Linked DNA regions of Sus scrofa: all the other regions are linked to region 2. The links are chromatin contacts, called in public Hi-C and HiChIP or PLAC-seq maps. All regions are on one chromosome and are shown on one strand. Each heading gives the region's core, a stretch centred on a gene start, on an enhancer-like site or on the middle of the called end of the contact. The rest is flanking DNA. Distances are from core to core; before and after follow the strand shown. Region 1 overlaps ZNF366 (zinc finger protein 366). Region 2 holds the start of MRPS27 (28S ribosomal protein S27, mitochondrial). Region 3 overlaps ZNF366 (zinc finger protein 366).

Region 1 (4,640 bases), core at 159-2,658, 240 kb after region 2:
CCTTACTTAGCACACGAAATGATGATCAGTTAAAATAACACAGATTGGAGCTCCCGTCGTGGCGCAGTGGTTAACGAATCCGACTAGGAACCATGAGGTTGTGGGTTCGATCCCTGGCCTTGCTCAGTGGGTTAAGGATCCGGCGTTGCCGTGAGCTGTGGTGTAGGCTGTAGACTCGGCTCGGATCCTGCGTTGCTGTGGCTCTGGCATAGGCTGGTGGCTACAGCTCCGATTAGACCCCCTAGCCTGGGAACCTCCATATGCTGCAGGAGCAGCCCTAGAAAAGGCAAAGAGACCAAAAAAAAAAAAAAAAAAAAAAAAAAAAAAAAAAAACACAGATTGACAATGAACAAATCTTGCCATACCACTCCTTCTTGCTCTCTGTAGCAGTAATGCTAGACTCCTTAGAATCATGGTTTAGAAATTCTGCACTTGAATTTTAGCAAAGGATGTGACAGGTCTTCATGATGGATGAGAGGGGAAATGTGAATTCAATCACAGTACATGAATTTATAATTTGATCAGAGTGATGTTCAATGCCAATATTTTGGAAGCTCTGTCCTTGGCCTGGTTCTAATTTTTGAAGCAATGACTTGAATGAGAGTAGTGATGGCAGCTGATAAAATCCATGGGTGGCATAGAGCTTTAAGGGAATGGCTATTATATTTGGGGGCAAGACCAGGATCCAAAAAGATCTCAGCAGACTAAAAGGAAGGGCAGGTCCAACCTGACTAATATTTAATGGCTCTGCTCTTTGTTGTTGGGTCCTCTGCATTCTCCTTCTAAGGTTAGCAACAAAAACATCATGCCAGTACAGAAGGCTGAATATCAAGTTCAAGAGCACCTGCTTTGGAGTCAGACCTCTTTAGGCAAGTCTCTACTCGTATAAGCTTCAGCCAACCCACAGTATGGACTAAGGATACTTACTACATCACTGGATTGATGTGAGGATTAAATGAGATGCAAAAGATGCAAAGCATTTAGCACATTTCCTTGCCCATAATAAGCACTCAACAGATAATAACTATATATAGCTACACACACACACACACACACGCACACGTGCTCACACACACACAGTGGCTTAGCAGGAGCCTATGTAAAAAAGACTTGTAGTTTTAATTGACTCCAAGTTCAATGTGAGCCAATGATATGATGTGGCCTCCAAAAATAACTGATTCAACTTCAGCTGTCTTTAAAGAGCCATGGCAGGCCAAATATGTGAAACAACAACTCTTGCCAGATTCCGCATGGACAGACCACAATCGAGCCTCATATTCTGATCCCAATATCTTACCATTAGAAAAGGCTTTATAAACTTAAACCTATCCTGCTAGGAAATAAGAGCACTTAAAACCATGGCCTATGAAGAACCAGACTTGTTTAGCCTGGAGGGAAGGCTACTTAAGGGCATCAGGACAGCTGTTTCAAATATTTTTAGGACAGTCACATGGGAGAGGGATAAGTGTGGTTCAATGTGAAGTCAAACTGGCATAAAAAACCTTTCTATATAGGAAATGTCAGGGGCTTGGAAGAGGCACTAATTGACTGAAAGTACAAACAATAATAATTAAATAAGAGGTTTCACTTTACTTTGAAGAAAGCCTAGTTCAGTTCAGCCTTGAGTCATTTGCTCTTTTTTTTTTTTTTTTTTTTTTGATCATTAAGCATGGAGGATCATCTCTCTGAAAAAGCCTTTTCCAGAAATGTTGATTGGCTTTGAAATTAGGTACACACATCATCATTGCACTTTCAGGGGGTGAAAATTAAGTAAAGGAAAGACACTTCAGTAATTTTCCCAGGTTTGAAGGGAGATTAGAATTCACCACTCCATTTTTCTCACTCTTCACACATCTGTCTGCTGAAATCAATGGGTTTTGATACCTCTTCTCTCAATTAGCCACCTTAGAATCATGAACATGGCAATGGTGGGATAACATCCCACCACTCCACCTCCGTTTAAATTGTGTTTATTTGTATACACTTGATTTTCAAAACTAAATGTCCTGGAAAAGGGTTATGAAAGCATTTTGGTAAAGAGATATGCTCTTAGCTACCGTGAAACCCAGAGCAATATATGAGGACTGCAGTTCAAATGTGCATGGTTTCTTGAACACCATCTCAAATTCTCATTTGTGCATTGCTGTGAATACTCTTTCTGTTTTAAAATAAGCTATATTTCTCAAGGAACCAGAATCAAGTGATTTGTATTCCAGTCAAATACAGGGCTTTGATGGAATGGGCTCAGATTTCTCTCACCTGATCACTGCATCTAAATGAGAAAAAATGGAATCCCATTCACAATGCAAATATTATAGAAAACCAGAAATCATTCTGCCTTATAATCAAAACCAGAAAGCTGTTATTGTAGCTCTGCACCATTTCCAGAGACCATTAATTCACTGCAGAAACTCTGTCCTAAAATGAAAGTCTGGGCAGAATGACATTGTTTTTGCTAAAGAATCACTTTGTCTTAGTGGCATCATTTCTAAGGCCAAGGATAAAATTGCTTAACAATAGCTAATTAATTTGAGTACTTCTGTTCTGGACACATATTTGTTTCAGAACAAAAACTTAACTTCGGTCAATACCAGGCAGAAATTAAGTAATTAGGACAATTACTACCCTGACGACATTTATTAGAGATGGGAAATTAGAGTGCTTTCTTGAGTTAATATGATATTTTATAATCACTATGAACTTCTTGAGGTAAATCTAATAGTATGACTATTGATTCTGAAATATTTAAAATATCATTTGAAGTTTCCCTCAGGACTTTTTTAAATTCTTCCACAAAACGTTATTTGGCAGCAACCTTCAAAGGATCCAACAGTGATTTTGAATTATATTTATTATTAGCTCCATAATCAGCCAACATATTAAAAAGAGCAAAGGCAGTAACTTGGACCACTTGGGCATTGGCATCAAGTTTCAAAATTACATTTGGCTCTTATATAGGCTAACAGATTTGGTGAAGATTTGATTCCAATTCTGTTTTGTGTTGTTTTGTTTTATTTCAATTTTCTACCAATGATTTCCCAAGTTTCAGACAGCACAAAAGTTAAAAATCAAAATAGTTTTTTGTGTTTTTCTTTAAAAAATGTTTCCACGGGCCTTTATGCCACCAATCTATTTCTCTTCGTTATTTCTCTTGGATTTTTTTCCCTTTGGCTTTAAGATTTATTTAAACACATTATTACATCATTTCTAAACTTACATGAAATTACATTGTCTTGAATTCCTATGATGCTTATTGCTATTGATACAGTAAAACAAAAAATGTTTGGGTAACTATAGGTAAATTATAATCACTCTGAATTGATATTCCTAAGGAAATAGGATCAGTGAGTCAGTAGGTTATGCTCTCTTTTTTTCAGGGTTTCAAATAATGATTTCTATGTATCATCCCCAATTTTAACTGGAGCCACCACTTTTCACCTACAGTCCTCACACTTCTGTGCCATAACCCTGCTATGAGTCCAATTTCCAAAGGGGGACAGGGAATTTATTCCACAGAGATGTTGCGTATACCAACAGCCACGTCAATCAAATGTTTTGGAATTCTAATGCCTTAGTAGCTTTATTCACAGCGGCAGAATGTTATATTTTTTAAAAACCAAGGCAGTTTTGCCAAGGGGAAGGAACACAGACTGGCACAAAGAAAGGAAACAGTGGAAAGAAGGATGGAGCTTGAGACTGAAATTGGGAGGAATGTCTAAAGCTGGTGCCCTACTCAGAACAGGACAGGTTCAGCTACTGGTATCTGTGTCTCTGCAATCTCCAAAGAAGAAGTTCAAGTAGCCAGGCTCTGACAGAGGCTTTTCCACAACCTCCCCAAGATTTATAACTACAGCTAGAATGGTTATCACTGGACCAGGACCAGCCACCATTCTCAAAGTTGGCCAAAACCAGTTAAAACATTCATGTAGCATGGTGATCAATCATGGGCTTAGAGTAAGTTGAGCATATTGAAAAGTACAGACAGTGCTTTAGTTTTCATTTGCGCCAAGGCAAATGCTCAGAGATGCCCCAAGGTCAAAAGTACCTCTCACCTCCCAACAAGGTGGCCACCACTGATCTCGATTTTAGAGGCAACTTGTGCAGATTTGTTGGGAGCATGAGTGCAGATGGCTTGCAGGTCCCATTTTCCTCCTGGCCTCTTCATAATATTGGAACAAGGCCTTAGCTCTTCATCTGATTTAATTCTTGGAATGTGATACTCAATGTACACTAATGCTGAAATGAGAACATTTTGAACATTCTCAATTATAAGATGGTAGGGGCAAGACCTTCTCAGCAAAATACAACCTAACAGTTTTCTCTCCTACTAAAATTGCAATACATTATAAAGTATGCTGACAGACAATTCACAACACTTTGTAAAAGCTACAGGTTATATTTTCAAAGTATATATCTCCTACTCTATTATCATTTCAGATGGTGATTTTATTTACTATAGACATCTATAGGTTGAATCAAGAGAGCAATACTTAGTTAAAAATGAAGATGCAAAAACTCCAACTAGCCAGAAGTCAGTGATTTTTCCAGTCACGAATCAAAACCCAGTAGAACCATGTGGAGAAACCAACCACCTCCTGGTCCTTTGCTCCTTTATTTCATGCATATTGATGAGGGTCAAG
Region 2 (4,119 bases), core at 687-3,186:
TCATGATCCCAAGTGGGACAGATAAGTCCAGGGGGTAACTCACATCACCCTGTGGCAGAGACAGTAAGTGGCATGTGCATGCACATGTGCAAACACACGCACACACACACACAAAGAAGTGGACCCTTTCTGGGTCTTTCACAGCACCAATCGTCTATGTCCTTCATTTTGACCATAAAGTACGTTGCCTTGTGTTGTTACCGAACTTTTTAGTGTGTCCAGGGTCTCCTGAAGGATGAAGTGTTCGACCTTTGTCTTCTATGACCCCAAAGTACCTTTGCAGCATAACACCGTACACATCATGGGCCATTAGTATTCTTTGAAAGAATGAATGAATGGCAGATTTTAGTTACTGTGGACTGTCTACCATGATATGCTTAAGGACCTCACAACTTTGTCACAACCAGTTGCTTTTTCTACCTCCGTTTTAGATCTGACAGAGCCCAGAAGCAGTGAAGGGGAAGCCCGGGCTGATAAGAAGGGGGCATTAACATATGGGCCTGAGCCCCTCTATCTTCCAGTTCTGACGCCATGGATTCCCCACCCCACCCCCCCGTAAGGCCAAGCACTCAGCTAATCTGAGACAGAAGCGACTGGGGGGCAGGGGGAGTGGGGAAGGGCACAAGGGTTCCAGCTGAAACTTCCAAGGTGCGAACGAAAGAGGGTCAAACCCCTGCAGAACCTCGAACCCACCCCACCCCTAGTTGCCTGCCTTGCGCAGGGGATCCTTCTGAGGCCTGTGGCCTCCAAAGGCCTCCCAGGCACCTCGGCCACCATGATCAAAGGCAGGGTTGAGGGAAGAAGACTCAGAGGGAAAAAGAACACCACGCTTGGCTGCTATCGCTGCCCTGCAGCTGAAACCCTGCAAGGCTGGTGTGCTGGGATAGGAGAAGGCCTCATTTCATTAGGCTCAGAGAGGAAAATGTGCAAGGAACCAGAGTCAGCCTAGAAGGCATCAGGGCAACCTGGGGTTTCACCTGCAGGCCTGCCTGGGACATGCATGGCCTGGTTAATGATGCTTACATCCCTCGCCTTCCTGAGCGCTCTCTCTCCCGCCCCAAGTCAGGCCAAGCTGCTCACCCAGAAGAGCCCAGCATCACTGCATCACCTAATCCCTCAAACCTCCCTCAGTCCCAGGCAGCAAGATCATGTGTCAAATTACAAGTGATATCACCAAGAAGGAAGAAGCAACCCCCCCTCCCCACCATCAGGGGCTGCTATCCACAGCTGGATTTGATTTTGAATTCACGAATGCAAGTCACATGCCTGGCAACCAGGCAGCAGAACCTCCTGGTGTATCCTACTGCACCCTAGGGGGACACATCATGTAGCCACTAGGGTTCAAGAGGATTAAGGGTGACCTTCAGGTTCACGGCTGGAAATTACTGGATTAACATCAGGTAGTCAAAGGAGTATGTTCTGGTTATAGCCGGCGGCAGGATGGCCACAGGCACGTCCAAAGATAATTCAGCACGAATGCTGCTCACTGAGAAGCCACGAGAAACTAGGCAACCAACTCAACACGAGGCTTCTGGACCAGGGGGTTTGTCCCCCATATAACACCATAGAAGGTGGGGGAAATGTCACTCCCAATTTAGATTAGCGGAATCGTTTCTGTGACACATCGCTGCTCCAGGGACAGGGAATTCAACAACTATGAAAGGGCTTTATAAGCTAAAGTTCATAAAATAAAGGAAAAACAGCTAATACATAAGACTTACCGCTGGTCAGATCGTATGCAAAGCACTTGTATAGAGTATCTCATTTAATCCTCAGGAAAACTCCATGTGCGACTGTTCCCCAGTTCGGCAGATGACGAAACTGCAGCTCAGAGAAGTTATTACCTGCCCATGGATATAATGCTGGGGAGTGCGTGAGAACAGCAGTCTGACGCCAGAGCTCATGTTTGTAACTCTCTCTGGAGTTAACAGCGGCTGTGTGTGTGGTGCGCGTGTGCTCGGGGCACCTGGGTGCGTGGGTTCGCACGTGCGCATGCGTATCCTTTTCAGGAGACGTGGTTTTATGCTGTTAATTCGGCCAAACCTCAAAGGGGTTTCTGAGCAAAAAAGGTTAAAATGTACATGCTTACATACATATACATACTTATATATGAGTATTTCTACACACACACACACACACACACACACACACACACACACCCACAACCACAAATTTATAGGTATTTTTTTCAGGGCTCTCTGGCCAGCTTCAAGCTTTGCTCTCTGCTGAAGAACTTAAGAGTTGCCAGCAGAGGGCGCCAAGAGCCACCATTTTTAAAAGGTGCAAGTGTTCGGATGCATCTTCCGTTTCTGGAATGCAGAGAGAACCGAAGCCCACATTGCAGGCTAGACAGCCAAGGTAGCTATCAGCAGACTTTAGAGAAGATACAGAATATTGCCTTCACTCAGATTAAGAACTACCCAGTATTGGAGTTTCCAGTATGGCACAATGGGGTTGGTGGGGTCTCTGGAGCAGCTGGGACACAGGTTCCATCCCCTGCTCTGCACAGTGGGTCAAGGATCTGGAGTCGCCCCTCAGCTGAAGCTCAGATCTGATCCCTGGCTGGGAACTCCATGTGCTCTGGGGCAGCCAAAAAGGGAAAAAACAAAAACACAAAAACCTTTAAAAAATTATCCACTGTTGAAAGGATGTTTTTAGAAGAGAGAAAACCGTGAGGATGAGCTTCTGCAGATAATACACCAGTGCAAGTGTGTGCGTTGCATCAACTAGATGATTGATGAGAAAGCTATCATCCGGCTTTTCCTGAAAGGTAAACAGCTGGTCCTTGTCTCACTTGGAAAAGAGTCTCCTAAATTAAGAAGAAAAACAAGGAACTATTTGTCTTTTTTACTGAAATCACATGGGTGTGTGAGAGAAGTGAAAAGGAATTAGGCACAATTATTTCCATTGTCTTTCTACCCTAGTCAAATCAATCAAATGACAGCAACCTGACTACCTCTTCCTGCCACCATCAGGAAGGTCCTAAGTTTTGGAACTTTCTCCATTTAAGTGAGGGGGATTCTGGTATTTGGTATTTGTCATTGCCCATTTCTAGGAATAGGTCAAAGGTCAAGTTTACATTATCACAACCCTTTAATGTAAACTGAGACTTCACAGGTACTAATTATTATAATGGGATTGGGCTTGGGATTGTGGTGAAAGACATCCCTGCCAGAGACCAGGGCCCAGGAGCAGAGGAAGAGCAGAACCCTTGCTCAGAAGTGTTGAATAGGTAACCTCTTGGGAACCACCAAAAGGACCTGGAGATTCTGTGTGACTGTATAGCTGACAACTGATGGGGGTGAAAGAAACCAGCTGTTCATTACTCTAAACGGGGCCCACAGAGTTGGTATGGCTTAGGCCCAGCAGTTCCAAAAAAAGCTTGGGGGGACGTCCTATAGTAGATGCTATTCGCCACATATAGTCTACGATTCATCTCCCTTATAAAGTGAAGAAAATCGCAGAACACCTGGCTGATGGCCATTTGGTCAAACTCCTCTGGGAGTGTGGAGCCGAGTGGGCAGAACAAAATATCTCTCTACAAAATCTCAAAATCTCTCTGTGTCAGCTGACTAACCCACTCGGAGGTCGGAGTGCGGGGAGGCCCATGTGAAGGCAGTGCCCTACTGCACCGCCTGGGGGGGAGGCGACCTTACTGTGACCCGACTCAAGTAAAGGGGCAGCAGCATGAGGCTCACTCCTGACACTGCTGAGAGCTGACAACCAGGACACAGCTGGGATGGTGGCAGGTCTGGGCTCCCATGCACCTGCCGGTCCCCCACCTTTGTTGTCTCAGAGTCAAAATGCCAAAGTCCGTGGACCACGGGTCTGGCCCAAATGTATCATCTTTTATTCATGTGGACCATTTGGGTCTTTTTTTAACACCTTTTTATCCCCCCAGACATCTGAACTCCACATTTCACTTTGCAAGAGTAGATATAACTTAAAAGTTAGTGATCATTTCACTCTGTTGAAATCCTTTTATGTGCAAAACACCTCTGTAGATGCAGAGGGGGAAACGAAGGTAACCAGCACAGCTCCGCTGCCTCCAAATGCCACCTCTCCTGACTCCATTCTGAAGATCCAGAGACAAATAGGTAAGAGTCCCCCTGTGTCTGA
Region 3 (4,079 bases), core at 1,493-3,992, 130 kb after region 2:
GTTTGTTTTCAAAATATGGACCAGGTCTTAGATAAGTCAGCTACAGTTTTTGAAAAGGGATGGGGAGGCTGAATAGAAGGAGAGAGAAAATTGTGGGAATATCCTTTACCAAGTTAGGGGTCCTAGAAGTTGTGTGGGCAGGTGTGAGCTCTGTTTAGGGTTTGTCGTATTAGAGGTAAACATGGTTTAAAATTCTCTGATTTGTGTTGGGTGTCTTATGCTCCTCTTTCATCTGGTTAAGACAATTTTTCACCAAGAACAGGAACCAGCAGTTTTGCAGATCTTTGTGGTAGCAAAAGAAAAACAGCTTTAAGTGCTTCCTTATTTCACCCAATTGTGAAAAAATGGGGTGGAGAGTTACACCTGAACACAAGGAGCAATTCAAGTGAATTCAGGGAAAGGATTCTGATTCAGTCTCTCTGTAAGACTTTTATTGGATCCTGTGGGCTATAAGATCATTCATTTATACAGTTTTCTTCCCCCATTAATTATCTATCAATCTATCTCTATCAGAAGGTGTGTGTGTGTGTCAAAGAGAACATATTACTCAGTAAGTTTGTACGAGCCAGTTCAGAGTCTTCTTCTTTGCATGCCCATGCCACCAATACTGGCACAACACACGGCACTGGATCCCTGGCATGGGGGACCCAACCCCATCTACAGATGGGATCACCGACACCCAGAGAAGAGTCTCCACCCTTTGCCCAAGGTCACACACATCAGTGACTGAAACCCAAAGGCTCATAGCTCTAGTGCTCTTTGCCCTCTGCTGGCCTTCCTCTACATCCTGCCTTTGTAGAAATGGGAAGGAACACGAAAATGAAAATCTAAGAAAGCAAGAGAAGAGCATGAGGAACGGGGTGGGGGAGGGGTGGGAATGGAGGCTTGGGAAGCAGCAGCAATTCTGGGGGCAAACCTGTGAGTGATCATGAGGATCAGGAGGCGAGCTGCTGAAATGAACAATAACAAGTGGGAGCAGGTGGGCGGGAGGGGAGGGCGAGGGAGGAGAAGGAGGGAAAGGCTGGGCTGGGCTTCAGAGGCCCCAGGCAGCAGAGGCAGTGAGGGGACTCAAAGAACAAAGCAGCTCAGGATGCAAATGTCTCTGATCAGCTGGGGAAGCAAGGACAGCAGCACGCAGCCCTTCCCATATTTGCACACCTCATGCAGCCTCAGGGCAAGGCCAGGGCTGAGCCCCAGGAGCCCCGTCAGAATCCAAAGGATTTCCCTTTCAAGTCTGCAGAATGTGGGGGCCGTCACGTTGAGGCGTGTTGTTTTCTCCAAGGCGGCCGACCCGCCCAAAGACAGCCTGGATGGGGACATGTGCCCTCCGAGCTGGATGGCTTTGATGTCACGCAGCCAGTTGGGAGCTGGTGGCGACATCACCTCTGGAAAAGCTGGAAGGCGATCTCCAGGTTTTCAAAATACTGGCAAGCCGCACAGGTCTTAGGTTAAGTCCGTCACAGTTTTTCAACAGGGATTCTCAGCCCTGCCTGTGCCAAGCTCTTCCATCCACACAGCTCACTGTAACCCTCCTGGCAGGCTCACAGAACAGGCTTCTCCCTCTTTCCCTGCTCTGCCAAGCATATGGAAAGGATCCTCTAAAACTTGTAAAACTACCCACTGGGTGTCTAGAAGCTGAAATTCCAAAGTCCTTCCCATCAGGTTTCACAGGAGAGAGGTCTCACCAGGTGACTCGGGCTGGTGAGGCTTCCTCTCCAGCCATCTCATGAGTGATTCTGATTCTGACGGATGATGAATGGATGTTTGTACTGCAGACAACTGAGGAAAGGCATGTGTAAAAGGAGATGAGCAGGTGAGCTCCACATTGCATTGGATATTATAGAGATCATTTCATTAGAGAGAGAGGGCTGCAAGCTCAGGGCACAAGGAGAAAAACCAAGGTTAAAATTCGATGAGACAAGAGCAGTGACCCAAGACTCAGACCCAGCACTGCAGAAACATGAGCTCTACTCAAAATGTCTTCCCATTTCTGAAGCATCTCCTGCTTCTGATTATCCAGAACCCTAGGGCTATCTGTTTACCTACTGACTGATTTAACCCTTGGCCATGGAGGGTGGGGAAGTGAAGAATGGATTGAAATATAACCTATGTTCAGAACAGTGCACAAACAAATAAGTGTAGACGTCAGTGGACTTTTACAAAATGAACACAACTGAATAACAGACACAGAACAGGAGTCCCCCCCCACCCCAGTGGCCCTCCAGCCTCTACCTCAAGCGTCACAGGTTCCTAAATTCTCACAGCTGACACAGATGCATATCACGTCATTTACATAACAAATGGCACTGCAATCTATTTGTGAGATTTGCCCCTACTGTTGAGTGTAGTTGTGGCTCAGTCACTGTCATTGCTGGAGAGTGTTTCATTCTGTGACTGTACCACAATTTATACATCTACTCTACTGAAGACGATGTTTGTGTTGTTTCTATTTCAGGGCCATTACCAATGGGCTGCCAGGAATATTCTCGTCCCTGCCAGATGTAATGTCTTTTTAAAGCCTGGTGCAAGACTCATTTCTCTCCAGGAGGATTGTCCACTCCAGTGATTCACAACCTTTTGTTTGGTTTCTTGGCACCCACTTCCTCTCACATGGGACGCATGGCATACATTTTTTTTTCTTTAATTCAAATGGATTCAGTTTGAGGACATGGTGATGCCTTTGGAGATACTGGCAGAGTTCCCGAGGAGCTTCGGAATAGGTTGGTAGACATAGCTCTCACTTCCTGCTGCAACCAGGAGATGCTAATTCCTGCCACTCTGAGTCACGCTCCATTGCCTCCCCATGTCCCTTCCAGATTCTGTGGAAATTGGGACTCCCCTTCCTCGTGTGGGCTCCTCACAGACAGGCGACGTTTCATTATACGAATGTGCAGAAGAGATGGCCAAGTTCTGGGCCCAAAACTGCTTTGAAACTTCCTTTGTTTCTTTGATTTATTCTCTTCATCTTGCCAAGCCCTAAGATCCTCCAACTCCCAACTCCCCAAATGTGAGAACATTCATTTCTTTCTTTCTTTTTTAGTTTTTTTTTTCTAAGCATGAAAAGATGACATGAAGGATTACAAACAAGTTACTAAAGAAAGTCTATTTTATGCATCTAGTTTCCTCATTCGACAAGTGGAGATAATAACACCTATTTTTTGTAGTCTTAGGAATAAAGAAGAGCTAAAATCTTTCACACACCATGTGCAAGGCACTGTTCTAAAGACTCTACGTATCACAACTTATTTAATCAGCACAACAGCCCTATGAAGTAGGTGCTATTATTGCCTTTTATCCTCCCTTTTTTTTTTTTTTTTTCTCTTTTTAGAGCTACATCCATGGCATATGGAGGTTCCCAGACTAGGGGTCGAATTGGAGCTGTAGCCGCCGGCCTACACCACAGTCAGAGTAACACGTATCTGAGCTGCATCTGCAACCTACACCACAGCTCACTGCAATGCTGAATCCTTAATCCACTGAGGGTGCCCAGGGATTGAACCTGTGTCCTTATGAATACTAGTCAGGTTTGTTTCCACTGAGCCATGACGGGAACTCCCTCCTCTTTTTTACTAGATGAGGAAACTGAGGCAGGGAGATGTTACACTACTTCCCAGTGTCACACAATTAGTAAGATTTCAAGCCCAGGGGATTCTGGGTCAGAGCCTTATTTCAACCACGAAGCTAATTTACCCTGCCCTCTGAATAAACACTGCTTGTCACATAGTAAAAACTGGTCCCTAGAATTGGAGAACATGTTTTATAATAAAAACAGTAAAAACGTATAGCACAGAGGCTCTTTCAGTAACCATTTAGTGAGCATGTCTTATGGACCAGAAGGCCCCATGCTAGGTGTGGGTGATGCAATTATGAATTTTACTTCCTGGTAGAGAAGAGTCACTTTCAATCAAACAAATCATGCTTGGATGTTTAAACAATTACAATTTCAGCCACTACTCTGAAGAGGAAATCTAGCAGTTAGGAGAGCTTGTACTCAGGTACCAAATCTGGACAAAAGGTCAGGGAAAGTTCTTCCTAAGAAAATGATTCGTAAACCGAGACCTGAAGAAGGAGCAGGCATA

The links. Hi-C and Micro-C count contacts between places; a contact is called where the count stands out from the background. HiChIP or PLAC-seq counts read pairs in DNA pulled down with a chosen protein or histone mark.
Region 1: a Hi-C map of fetal skeletal muscle shows a contact between it and region 2, with 1.9 times the contacts expected there. The contact joins the enhancer-like site here to the promoter of MRPS27 in region 2. A contact is called at or near these places in 3 of 47 Hi-C or Micro-C datasets (embryonic fibroblasts, epiblast stem cells and fetal skeletal muscle) and 1 of 2 datasets of contacts at active chromatin or transcription factors (skeletal muscle).
Region 3: an H3K27ac HiChIP or PLAC-seq map of skeletal muscle shows a contact between it and region 2, with 5 times the contacts expected there. The contact joins the enhancer-like site here to the promoter of MRPS27 in region 2. A contact is called at or near these places in 1 of 5 promoter capture datasets (liver), 27 of 47 Hi-C or Micro-C datasets (adipocytes, adipose tissue, alveolar macrophages and 16 more) and 1 of 2 datasets of contacts at active chromatin or transcription factors (skeletal muscle).

The regions. Positions count from the first base shown.
Region 1 is chr16:48,880,558-48,885,197 of Sscrofa11.1, forward strand. All of the region lies in intron 2 of ZNF366 (zinc finger protein 366), which reads right to left. Among named protein-coding and RNA genes, the nearest start is that of TNPO1, 170 kb to the right of the region's middle. Within about 2 kb of position 1,409, at least 5 of the 83 cell types and tissues checked have an H3K27ac peak or open chromatin away from gene starts, as enhancers often do. A contact at or near this core is called in fetal skeletal muscle and skeletal muscle, where this site is marked.
Region 2 is chr16:48,640,635-48,644,753 of Sscrofa11.1, forward strand. MRPS27 (28S ribosomal protein S27, mitochondrial) reads right to left here and starts at 1,937. Exons shown (of 15, transcript XM_021076728.1): 1 at 1,722-1,937.
Region 3 is chr16:48,773,104-48,777,182 of Sscrofa11.1, forward strand. The region is part of intron 7 of ZNF366 (zinc finger protein 366); the gene reads right to left. Among named protein-coding and RNA genes, the nearest start is that of MRPS27, 130 kb to the left of the region's middle. Within about 2 kb of position 2,743, at least 4 of the 83 cell types and tissues checked have an H3K27ac peak or open chromatin away from gene starts, as enhancers often do. A contact at or near this core is called in skeletal muscle, where this site is marked.